Linked DNA regions of Triticum aestivum: region 2 is linked to region 1. Evidence: chromatin contacts called from public HiCAR-type data. All regions are on one chromosome and are shown on one strand. The core of a region is the stretch at or near the end of the contact, and the rest is flanking DNA. Distances in the headings are between cores, read along the strand shown.

Region 1 (5,545 bases), core at 1,117-3,616:
GGTCAGCGTTTAAAACCCGTTCACTATAAGATAAAACCCAATGAACCTCTTTACTTTCAAAGTATCTCACCCAGCACGCTCGGTAGAGGTGTGAGTTTGTACTTGGGAGTCATGGGTTTGAATCTCATGCCATATTTTTTGTCTTTTTTTCACCATGATGGAATTATATGTGTTTTATTATTAGGTACACGGCAACTCTTCTAGAAAAAATAACATGACAATTTTATAAAAAAAAATATCTATGTCACATGGCATTTTAAACAGTTTTTTATTTTTTTCACAAGTCAAGTTTGTTTTTTTACATGGTATTTTATTATTAAGAGATGGTATTTTTATTATTAAAAATGTAATTTTTATTATTAAGAGATGGCATTTTAGGTTTAATGGCATGGTAGTTTTAATAATAAGAGGTTGGCAATTTTATTAATAATATGATGGCATGTTCATTGTTGAGAGTATGGCATTTTCTTATTAACAGGGTGTCATTTTTAATATTGAGAGGATGGCATTTTTGTTTTTCACCATGATGGAATTATATGTGTTTTGTGATTAGATAAATGGCAGCTTTGCTAGAAAAATGACATGGCAGTTTTATAAATTTTCAATCTACGTCACATGGATTTTTTTTATTTTTTTTGTGTTCACAAGTCAAGGTTCTTTTGTACGCGGAATTTTAATTATTAAGAGATGGCCTTTTCATTATTAAGAATGGCATTTTATCATTACGAGATGGCATTTTTTGTTTTAACAACGTAGTAGTTTTAATAATGAATTGAAATTTCAAAAGTCCATGGCACTCTTAGCTTAGTCGGGACAAAACTAGACCATGGCACCAACGGCGGAGCTATGTTGGGGCCGAGGGGGGCCGTCCCCCCTTTGTCATTTACGTCACCCCCCCCCCCCCCCCCAATGGTTTTGGTCTAGCTCCGCCACTGCATGGCACTCTCAGCCCAGCAGAAAATCACCAATGAATTGAAATTTCAAAAGTCGTGTTAATTTTGAAAATCTACCTCATTTCATTGAACTAATCAGGGTCAAGGGATACCCTGAGGATCATCTCTAGTTAACACGACTGCACAATTAAACATGCATGTCCGGGCTGGCAGTGACGAAATTTGTTGGATTGCTCGTCCCATATTTTCTGTGTCTCCTTGAAATATTCACCCCAGCGATAAGATTAAACCTTGTAATTCAGTTAGCAGCAGCAAACACGGATGTTCGCGTGTCAAAGAAAGCGGCAGATAAACGTGTGAGATGAGATGATTGGCCTTTTCCGCAACGCACAGCAAGAAAGAAAACGCTCATGATTCCAGATTCCAGGAACGGGCAGACTTGTCTCTGAACATAGCTGGTGGGGAGCTTGAGCAGTGCAGTTATATAGATCTGTGAAGCACTGAAGCCTACTGATCTAAAAAGAAAGAAAAAGAAAAACAATTGCGTAGGTTGCTGCTACACTGGAAGATACTAGAAAAGCACAGAACAGAATATACACAGCACGTTTTAAGTAACAAAAGTTGTACTGCCAGTAATCCTGCTGTCCTACAAATATCTGATCACGTAGCAAAATGGAAGACAACACTGTACAATCGAGTGATGATGAGACCCGGTCTCGCAAAAAGAGTGATCATCCATGGAGGCACACAGTTCTACGCTGCCCTCTATACATCCATCCTACTACAAATTAAAACCGTGCGCTTGCTCCATACACATGGGACGATCAGTATATAACAACACGAGAAAAGGGAAGAAACTACCGAAGTTTTTACATATGTACTGCGTACGGGCTGCAGGGACGTAGAGACGGATCAGCCACTGGCTCGCCTCACCTTTGGTCTTGCTGGTGAACCGGCGGCCGTTCGAGCCTTGGACTTGGCCGCCTTGCCGTCGTTGTTCTTCTTGGCCTTGCCGCCGCGGAAGAAGGCGCAGAAGCCGCAGACGGCGACGCGGGGCGAGGGCGGGTCGAGCGCGGGCGAGACGCGGCCGGCGGACGCCCTGTACCCGGCGTGGCCCGTGGAGCGGCTCCGCTCGACCCGCACGGGCTTGATCTCCCCGGAGAGGTGGCTGTCGTCGTCCCACACCATCCCCGACGACCCCGACCGCCGGAACGTGCCGCTGGACCGCTGCAGCCCCGCCATCGGTCGCCGCCCTTCCTTTCCCTGTGGCGCACGCGCGGCAGGAGAAGAGAAGCTGCGCCCGTCTACGCGTCGCGAGTGCCGAGCCCGGCCGTGGTGGTAAAACTTGGCGTGCGCGTACGCTGGGACGCCGACGCAATCAACGCGGGCAGGAAACGATCGGGAGGAAATTGATGGAGTAGGAGGGGAGGGAAACCGAAAGGGATGTGGACGTGGGTCTGACCCTGCTGAGAGCGGGAGGAAAACGGATATGGCCGCCGATTCATGCATGGCACGGTGATAATCTACTCTGGTCACCCGTCGCTGTCAGCCTGCGATCACTCATTCATATCCAAGCAGCAACCGGCGTCGGCTCGGGCGCGTGGTTTGGTCGTGTGACCGGGTCGATCGTTCGTGTACAGACGCGGGACTGCACATCACGCCTCCATCCAGCAACAGTGGGAGTGGTTGCATGGCCCTTGTCATGTTGCTTCCAAATATCTCACTTTCGTTACAAAAGCTCCAAAACAGTGCAGCAGTTAGAGCAGGACAAGTTGTCTTTTTCTTTTTCTTTTTGAACGTAAGAGCGGGACAAGTTGTCACCGGAGCTGCCGGACGGCCGGCGGGGCTCGTCCGAGTCCCATCGTCCTTGTACGGCTGTTGACATTGAGATCAGCGCAGGGTGAGAGCACCTAGGCAAGCGAGGCTTCCCTGAACATTTCGACAGCAGGATTGGTACAAGAGTTTTTTCCAACTAGAAAGCCTGCCCGAGACTCGTCAAGCCAGTGAGTACACATTACAAGCTCAGCGCAACCACTGCCCCGAGACTCATCGCGCCAGTGAGTACACATTACAAGCTCAGCGCAACCAGGCAAAAGGATTTGGCGCAAGGACAACAGAAAGCAAAAGGGAACCACTGTTGATTGGTTACTTCCACAGAAGGACGGCGGGACAGGCGCTAAAAGGAGATGGGTATGTACATTTGCATTGCGACTTCACCCCTCACGCTGAAGGACAGGTTTGGCGTTCCAGAAAGCATCAGGCAGGGCCAAGAATCGGACTATCCACCATGACAGAATGGCGAGCAAAGTCCGAGTCAAGGAGCCTTCCTCCGGCTGCTGCTGCTAGGGCTTATAGGGCCCCCTTGTCTGCCGGAAGGGTACTTGTCCTGGCCCCTTGGCGAAGTGATGCCACTGGTAGTCCCTCCGGGCATCGGACGGCGAGGAGAACCAGTTTTCGTGCTCTGCTCGGCCTCCAGTTGTTTATGCTCCTCCACTAGCATAGCCAACTGTTTACAATGAGCAAATAGCCATTAGCCCTGGAATGACCGAACAGCGCCATATAATGAAATCTAGTCCACTCACCCGAAGTTCGTTTTCTTTCACACGGTCCTGAAGCACAGTTATAGCTGGGGTCAAGCTAAGACAGCACAAGCACGACATGTTAGCAGACGATTAGACACTATGAGCAGTCACTGTGTTTGGATAAGCAGAAGAAGAAAAAGAAGATTTTGCTCTCACCAGTACTCCATCAGTTTGCATAGAGAAGCATTGTATGTGGAGGTGTGGTGCATAGATGTAAGTGGGTGCATCTTCCCATCACTGCACAAACAAACAAAACAAGCGCAACCTTTACGGTGAGACCAAGCATCCTGATATTACATTTTCATTAAGGAACTTGAATTACCAAATATTCTGAAGCATAGCTTGGTTATATGCTGATTGTTCCTCTTCAAAAAGGACACGTTGCATATCACAGTAAGAACTCAACGTAGTGTCCAGCTTTAGCAGATGCCTTGTAGGGAATACTTTAAGTGGCACCTCCTTCCTTTTATACTCTGCACCACTATCAGCAACAAACTGTAAATTAGAAACTAACATATCGTCATGTTAAAGCACAGCACCCTGCACTTGACAGGTCCGCGTGGCATGAAGAATGATGAAAGACAAGTCATAGGATGTTCATATCATGATGATTGTAACTGTAAATCACAACAAAGTTGTATAGGAAAAGATGCTTAGAACAACACTAAGGGACTCTTTCAATATGAGAATTCGATCCAAGTCCATTACGCTTAGTTCTAAATCCTAAAAAATCTCATCATCCTAAAGACAACAAAACCTGGTTGGTAACAGTTTAGGCATTAATAATGCTTTACTCATAAAAAAAGAACATTGCCAAAGTGATTAGATGGCATTGGAAAATTCAAAAGATAAGCCATATAGCTTTTTTTAATACTACTAAGGTATATAGCCATTAGTTTGTTGTAACATGGAACCCGAGAGTATGTGACTGTAGCACGATGAGAAAGATGTTAATATGCCATCATACTAGCTGATAGACAGACATTCCAGGAAGAACTCCTAGGTTCAGATGACATATCTTGTCCGAAAATATTTTGAACTGCTGAAAGAGTTCTCGAGGGCAAAAAGAGAGTAAAGGCTAACATACAGTGCTTAACATTTCTGAAAACTATATATACAGTTCCCTTAATAAAATAAAAGATTTTGTGCAGGAAATTCATATACCTTATGTCCATGGTTGACCGGTGCAAAGCCTCCTGTATGCTTGGGGACAGATCTGAACCATCTTGATCAACAGAGGGTCCAGCAATGTTATCAGGTTCGAAAGGAACAATAGCGTTTTCTATTGGTAGTCTTGCCGAATGATTTATATCCAAAGGAGAATACAGATCCATATCCTGAGATCTTCCCCAGACCTAAAAATATAAGTACATGCATAAATAATTTGATAATGTACTGGTAAGTACAAACCCACAGAATATGGCACTTTATCTATGGCTCCTAGCACAAGTTACCCCGGATTGGTACTTATAAGCTACACAAATTCAATGAAGCAGCATAAACCAAGCAACTTTTACATAAGCAATTAACAACAGAGACAAAGTATGCTCCCAACTGATAAATCAGGGGATGGTCTCGTCCAAACAAAATGTAGAAACAGTAAAGTGTGCTTCATTGTTCTGAATTTCTGATCTATCCGTCAGTTTGTTACCACGTTTACAAATACATTAGTATAGATATCTACTCTATCATTTGGTTGCAATATGTCTAGACCTGCACATTCAAGTCAGAAAGCATCAAACTGAAGCTTCTGAGCACAAACGTTGAGGAAATTATGGGGTTTTGCTGATCAAGAGTTGTCAGTTTTAACATCAGAACCTAAATACCATATCTATACAATTAAATAATTCATCAAGACAAAAGCTCCCTGAACATAATGTCTCTACTAGGTTGTTTCATATTCGCTCGCTTCCAAGACCAGCTACACATTAATTAACTGCTGCGACTTCAATGAAAAATTCTGAAATAATCCTGAAATTTCTTTATTACAAAATTGTTTCATATGACATGTTACTTACTGGTTCCCCTCCACCTATCCAGCATCATTTATATATACTAATACCCAATGAA
Region 2 (5,545 bases), core at 1,138-3,637, 43 kb before region 1:
GCCGGACGCCCTGTAGCAGGAGGCCGTGGCCGCGCCCCCGCCCACCATGGTGAGGTTGACGTTCCTCAGCTCCAGCTCCCGGCACGGCAAGGTGTCGCTGCACGCGATCTTGATCGCCTGCGCCGTCGCCGACGTGCCCCTCACGTCCACGAACTCCACCTTGCGCACCTCCACGGCCTCCGTCTGCACACGCACACAAGTTCAATTCACACTTCATTACTCTGCATCATACTACGATTCAGAGACGAGACGGCGAACCCTACCTGGTTCGCGCAGGGCGTAGGCTGGTCGCAGTAGTACTGGTCGATGATGATGGGATTGGACACGTTCTTCATCACGATGCTCTCGAACCTCAGGTCGCGGGCGGAGCCCATGCCCCCCTGAAGCAGCACAAGTTGGTTGCAATCAGAGTGTTTTTACTATAACAAGATTGTTCTCGTCTTCTAAAATTACCTGCCAGCTCTTGATCCGGACGCCGTTGGTGGTGTTGGTGAGCAAGCAGGTGTCCACCCTCACGTTCTCGACCCTGTCCGTGGTCCGGTTCTTGCCCAGGCTCCCGATGCTGACCAACACAACGTGCTGCGTCACTAAATTCTAACAGCAGCCGGGTTCAGTGAGTAGTAAAGAGGTGTTGCACAGTAGCAGCAGTACCTGATACCGTGGCCGGGCCCGCACGAGATGTCTCTTACGCGGACGTCCGAGCAGTTGCCGACCATCGACACGCAGTCGTCCCCTGATTCACACAAAGCGATCACACTAGTGTAGATCAATCAATCATGCTAGCCTATATAACTTTGTGTGTGTGCTGCAATGAAGCGTGTGAATCTGAATTTCAGAACAGAAAATCTAATTATCGGCAGCAATGTACTAGAACCGAACTACATGCAGCGCACACATTGCTGTCAAGTTCACATCGATGTACGTCATTATTCTTCGTATCCCGGCTGCGGCTGATATCTATTTCGTCAGATTGTATGTATGTATTCGGTCAAGGTTCAACCAGCCGCCGGCTTTGACCTTATCTTTCAGAAGAAAAAGAAAATGCAAGCAACGGGTTTTCAACAAGAAAATTCCAAGCACGGATGGTGTTAAGGCGTCGCAGTCTGACTCTGACGGGGAGAGGTCAGCAGAGCATACCGCCATACAGGGCACACTTGACACTAGTGACAACGTACCCGTGGAGATGAGGTTGTCCGTGATCTGGACGCGGGAGGAGTCGTTGAGGTGGACGCCGTCGGTGTTGGGGCTGTCCGCCGGCGCCACCACCCGGAGGAAGTTGGCCTTCACGTCCGTGCACCGCGTGAAGGACAGGTGGAACTGCGGCCCGTTCTGCAGCGTCACCCCCTGCACGCTCACCCCCCTGCACTCCTCGAAATGCAACGCCTACAACATCCCAAATCGATCAGACTAATCTCGCCGTCCGGCGCTCCTCGCCGCCGGTGAGAAACGGGGATGGTCGAGGTCCACTCACCCTAGGAGGAGGCCGCGTGTTGCAGGGCTGCGGGAAACCAAGAACATTATTCAGAGCTGAGACAGGTGAGGTGTCAGTTGGTAGTTGACTGGTAGTTACAGAGTACGCACCTGGGTCTTCTTGCGCTTGCAGGAGCGCGCCCACCACTCCTGCCCGACGCCGTCGATGGTGCCGCCGCCGCTCACGGACAGGCCGTCCACGCCGTAGATGTAGAGCCACTTCATCGGGTCCCTCCCCGCCCACTCGTCGGGGCTTGCCGGCGCCACGATCGTCCCGGCGATCTGGCCAGCGCCACCGTCAACATCAAGAAACGCACGCGAGAAACAAGGGACCGACGCACGTACCAGCAGCTTGAGCTTCTTCTTGCAGGGGCCGGAGAGCTGCACCGGCCAGATCTGGTAGGCCTTGGCGACGGGCACGGCGAGCACGGCCTGCTCCTCCGAGCCGCACGCCGCCGTCCACGCGTCCACGAACGCCTGACCGATGCATCGAAACAGAGAGCGCCGAGAGGTCAATTAACCACGGCGATCGACGCGGATCAATCTGTCAGAGAGTGTGCATATATGCGTCACCTGCGTGTCGTTGGCAATGCCGTCGCCGACGGCGCCGAAGTCGTCGAGCGTGAGTAGGACGCGGGCCTCGGCGGCGCCGGAGAACCACAAGACGGCCGCGCCGGCGAGCGCCACGAGCCCACGCAGCACGGACGCCGCCGGAGCCCTCGCCCCGGGCACCATTCCCGCGCCGAATAAATCACCTAGCTAGCTCTGCTCGGGGCGCGCACCGCCGCACCGCTGGCACCGAGCGGCATAAAGAACTGAAGACGGGAAGCGGCGAGAGGACGGACGGGGCGAGCTGATTGCTTGCGCGACACCTAGCATGTGCCGCCCTTGTACCTGGCCTGCTTTTTCCCGGGAAGCAAGTGAATTCCATCCGTGATTTTGTCGGGCGATCGCGAGATTTCCGCAGGTGGCAAAGGGGTCATTTGAGTTGCCTGCGGATTGGGCAACACATTGCTGCACTTTCGTTTGATTCATGTCCATGTCTTGATCAAAATGCACTGTATATTGCTTTATGTTAATGTAGGCTAGTATAATTCGACAAGTGCTTTACTATGGGGCAAGTTATAGGATGGTATAACGAGCCATTGGAAGGGGATCGGCCGATCAGGGTAATTTTGTGCAAACGCTGCATGAATCGTCTAAGATTGATTTAGAGGGTTTTTTTTTCTCTTCTTTACTATTTTAAGTACTATAAAGACGAGGTCAAAGTTGCTCCTCTCTAGAGACAGGAATGCCTCCTCTCACTAAAAGAATAGTCGACATAAATCGATCTATAGTTTTTCTTTAAAAAGTATCAATCTGTTCCAAAATAGACGACTCAACTTTATACTAACTTTGGAACGGAGGGAGTACTATTTGAGATTGAGTCGGAGTTGCGCTTTGGTAACAACAGGGTCACTCACAGAATAATCCTCATAAATTGAATTAGAGGTTCTTTTATTTGAAAACTGATGAAGATCTGGTTGGAGTTTTGTTTTTAATCAACCATATATTTCATTAGACAATCTGTTCACAGAGATTACACATATGGTCATCATACAAGACACAAATGCTTGTCAAGCAACTTTGCATAAAGAATTCCACAAGAGGTAAAACTACTATTCCACTCTTGCAGAAACTCGTGCCTCGCCGAAACATAGTCCACAAATGTCCTCCGCCGCCACCATGTCAATGCCGGAAAAAGATAAAAACAGCCGCCATACCAAGATATAGGAGAGCACCACTGCATACAAAGATGCTTTTCGAGCCGGTGAAGTGGGTCGTCGCAAGCGACGAGACCGAGTCTTTGTGGCACGTAGGCCAGGGATCTTCCCCGTGGTCACCAGATCTCGATGCCTTCAACTTCAATCGATGTAGTCGAAGAAGAGGAACGTCACCGCCTGCCATCATCCACGCACCCAACTGCAAGAAGTAAACACAACTACAACAGCCGAACCGACCGCCACCCGCGAGAGTGCCGTCGACGAACCACCAGACATGAACCTCGTCGGGTCCAGAGATCGGCGAGACGACCGGGCCACCTGCTCCGCGACGCCACCGGTTACAGCGACGACGAGATGGAGGAAGAGCATAGATAAATTATTCCGACGCGGCGCCACCTTCTCCTTGGAAACAACGCCTCAAGGAAGCACTAGGCCAAACCTAACTACAGACATATGCTGAAGCACCAGGGTCCCCACCCCCTCCGACTGCCGGAGCGACGGACGGAGGAGGCAGGGACCGGTGGCAGTGGCTTGGAGCCCGATGTGGTTGGGGGCAGATGGATCACCCCGATCCACAGGCTGGGAGCGAGCAAAAACCGTCAGATCTGATTGGAGTTGTGTCTGGCTATCAACAGAAATGTCGTCTTTCATCCAGAGAATAATCCGCACTAATGAGACGAAAATGTGTCAATAACATGATCCTCCTAACCATCCAACCACTTGTTGCTCTTGTGGTAAGTTTTGGGTTAAACTAAGTATTATACGCACCTTAAATAGTTGTTGTTTGTGGACGTTAAATAAGTACCAAAAATCTACTTCGGTTAGTCTTAATTAATGCTCATTCTGGAATGTTAGCGTTTGGCGTGGTGCCTAGTTGTCACCTCTTTTGAATATTTTGAAGAGGTGGCTTGCCTTCAACTTTCTTTTAGTTTTTAGATTGGATGGATGAAAATCATATGTGTAAATTTTCTGTAAGACTAGATTAGATTTATGTAATAAAAATAAATGATAAAAGTCGTTTTTCAAAAGCTGTGGTTGTGTCCAAAATTATAGAAGGTCACACTATTGATGTGCTTTACTTTTACTTGAGATCTTTGATTTTTGCACATGTGCCCCTCTTTGGCACAACAATCGCAAGCACTTCCCCTAGCTCATATCATCCTCTAGTGCTCATTTCTTTAAGTGCGTGGTGAACTAAATAATAGTGCACTTCCTGACAATAGAACCCCCGGTCCATGCATCTCCAATTGAAGAGAAACAAAATAGAGATTGGTAGGCAACCTGTCGAGCGACATGTCAACCCAGTTAGCGTCAGATATGCGCTACTAAGGGTAATGAGGGTAGCACCCGATTATATGATGGAAATAGGTTGATACCTGTAAACACGAGGGTAGTACCCAAAATGTGTATTAAGCTATTTTGCGGACCCCTAACACTAGTCGTATGGGTCCCATCTAGGCATGAAAGAATTTTTTTAATAAAGAAAATATATTAATATCATGAAGATATCAATTACACCCGGCCTCTGCACCAACAAATGTCACAAAGACATTCATGATGCACACAACCTGAAAAAGCACACAAAAAAAAGGCCCGCTACAATGATTAACTCCTCTCAACCGCACCACATAAACCACCACCAAAGACAACACCTGGAAAACAAAAAAGGTCTTCAAAAGCAACGCCTTCAAGAAGGGAACAGTGCAGAAGCGCCGTCCTCGCTCGATTCAAGATCTTAGGTTTTCACCCTGGAAAAAGTCTGAGTTGTCAACACAATACCTGTAGCAAGGCAATTGTGAGGCACAACCAATGAAGATCGGGCCTTAGGTTTTCACCCAGAAAGTCAAGGCTCGGCACTCGAGGAGCACCACCAAAAGTGATATCCGCCAGTGTTCCCACCCCCACTTGCCACTGATGCTCCTGAAAGTTATCAAACACCAGGCATGGAGTAATTAAAGCTAGTTCTGACAGGAAATTTGATTGGATTAAACATGTGATGAATGAGAGAAAAATATCTAAACCATCCATGATACAACCAATAACTGGTTAAACGAAATTCACTCAAAATGATACCCTCTATGGAAATTGATCATCATAGGCATGAATTTTGAGATAATCTGCTTGTCTGGCTAGCTAGAACGGTATATAGCATGAGTGAATGACATCAATGATCTGTTAAGGGGAGTATATGCCTGAAAAGTGCATTTGAGGGAAGAGCTCCAAGTTATCAGTGAAAATACTTTTCACACCTAAAAAAGTATGCACATAAGCATATAGTTGTAGTATATACACATACGAAACTTGATTAACAT

What was found. HiCAR-type assays count read pairs that join an accessible place to other places.
Region 2: a contact with region 1 is called in a HiCAR-type map of leaf, with 3 times the contacts expected there. The contact joins the promoter of LOC123143035 here to the promoter of LOC123143027 in region 1. A contact is called at or near these places in 1 of 5 Hi-C or Micro-C datasets (an unstated tissue) and 1 of 1 datasets of contacts at active chromatin or transcription factors (leaf).

What each region holds. Positions count from the first base shown.
Region 1 is chr1B:621,542,972-621,548,516 of IWGSC CS RefSeq v2.1, reverse strand. It overlaps LOC123143027 (MAPK kinase substrate protein At1g80180), which reads right to left and starts at 2,366. Exons shown (of 1, transcript XM_044561790.1): 1 at 1,499-2,366. The coding sequence starts at 2,135. The coding sequence ends at 1,806. LOC123143018 (lys-63-specific deubiquitinase BRCC36) reads right to left here. Exons shown (of 10, transcript XM_044561779.1): 6 at 4,640-4,830; 7 at 3,798-3,956; 8 at 3,632-3,712; 9 at 3,476-3,530; 10 at 2,795-3,399. The coding sequence ends at 3,208.
Region 2 is chr1B:621,585,677-621,591,221 of IWGSC CS RefSeq v2.1, reverse strand. LOC123143035 (probable polygalacturonase At1g80170) reads right to left here and starts at 2,387. Exons shown (of 9, transcript XM_044561801.1): 1 at 2,044-2,387; 2 at 1,816-1,947; 3 at 1,582-1,752; 4 at 1,472-1,498; 5 at 1,176-1,383; 6 at 652-733; 7 at 454-562; 8 at 264-380; 9 at 1-183. The coding sequence starts at 2,205.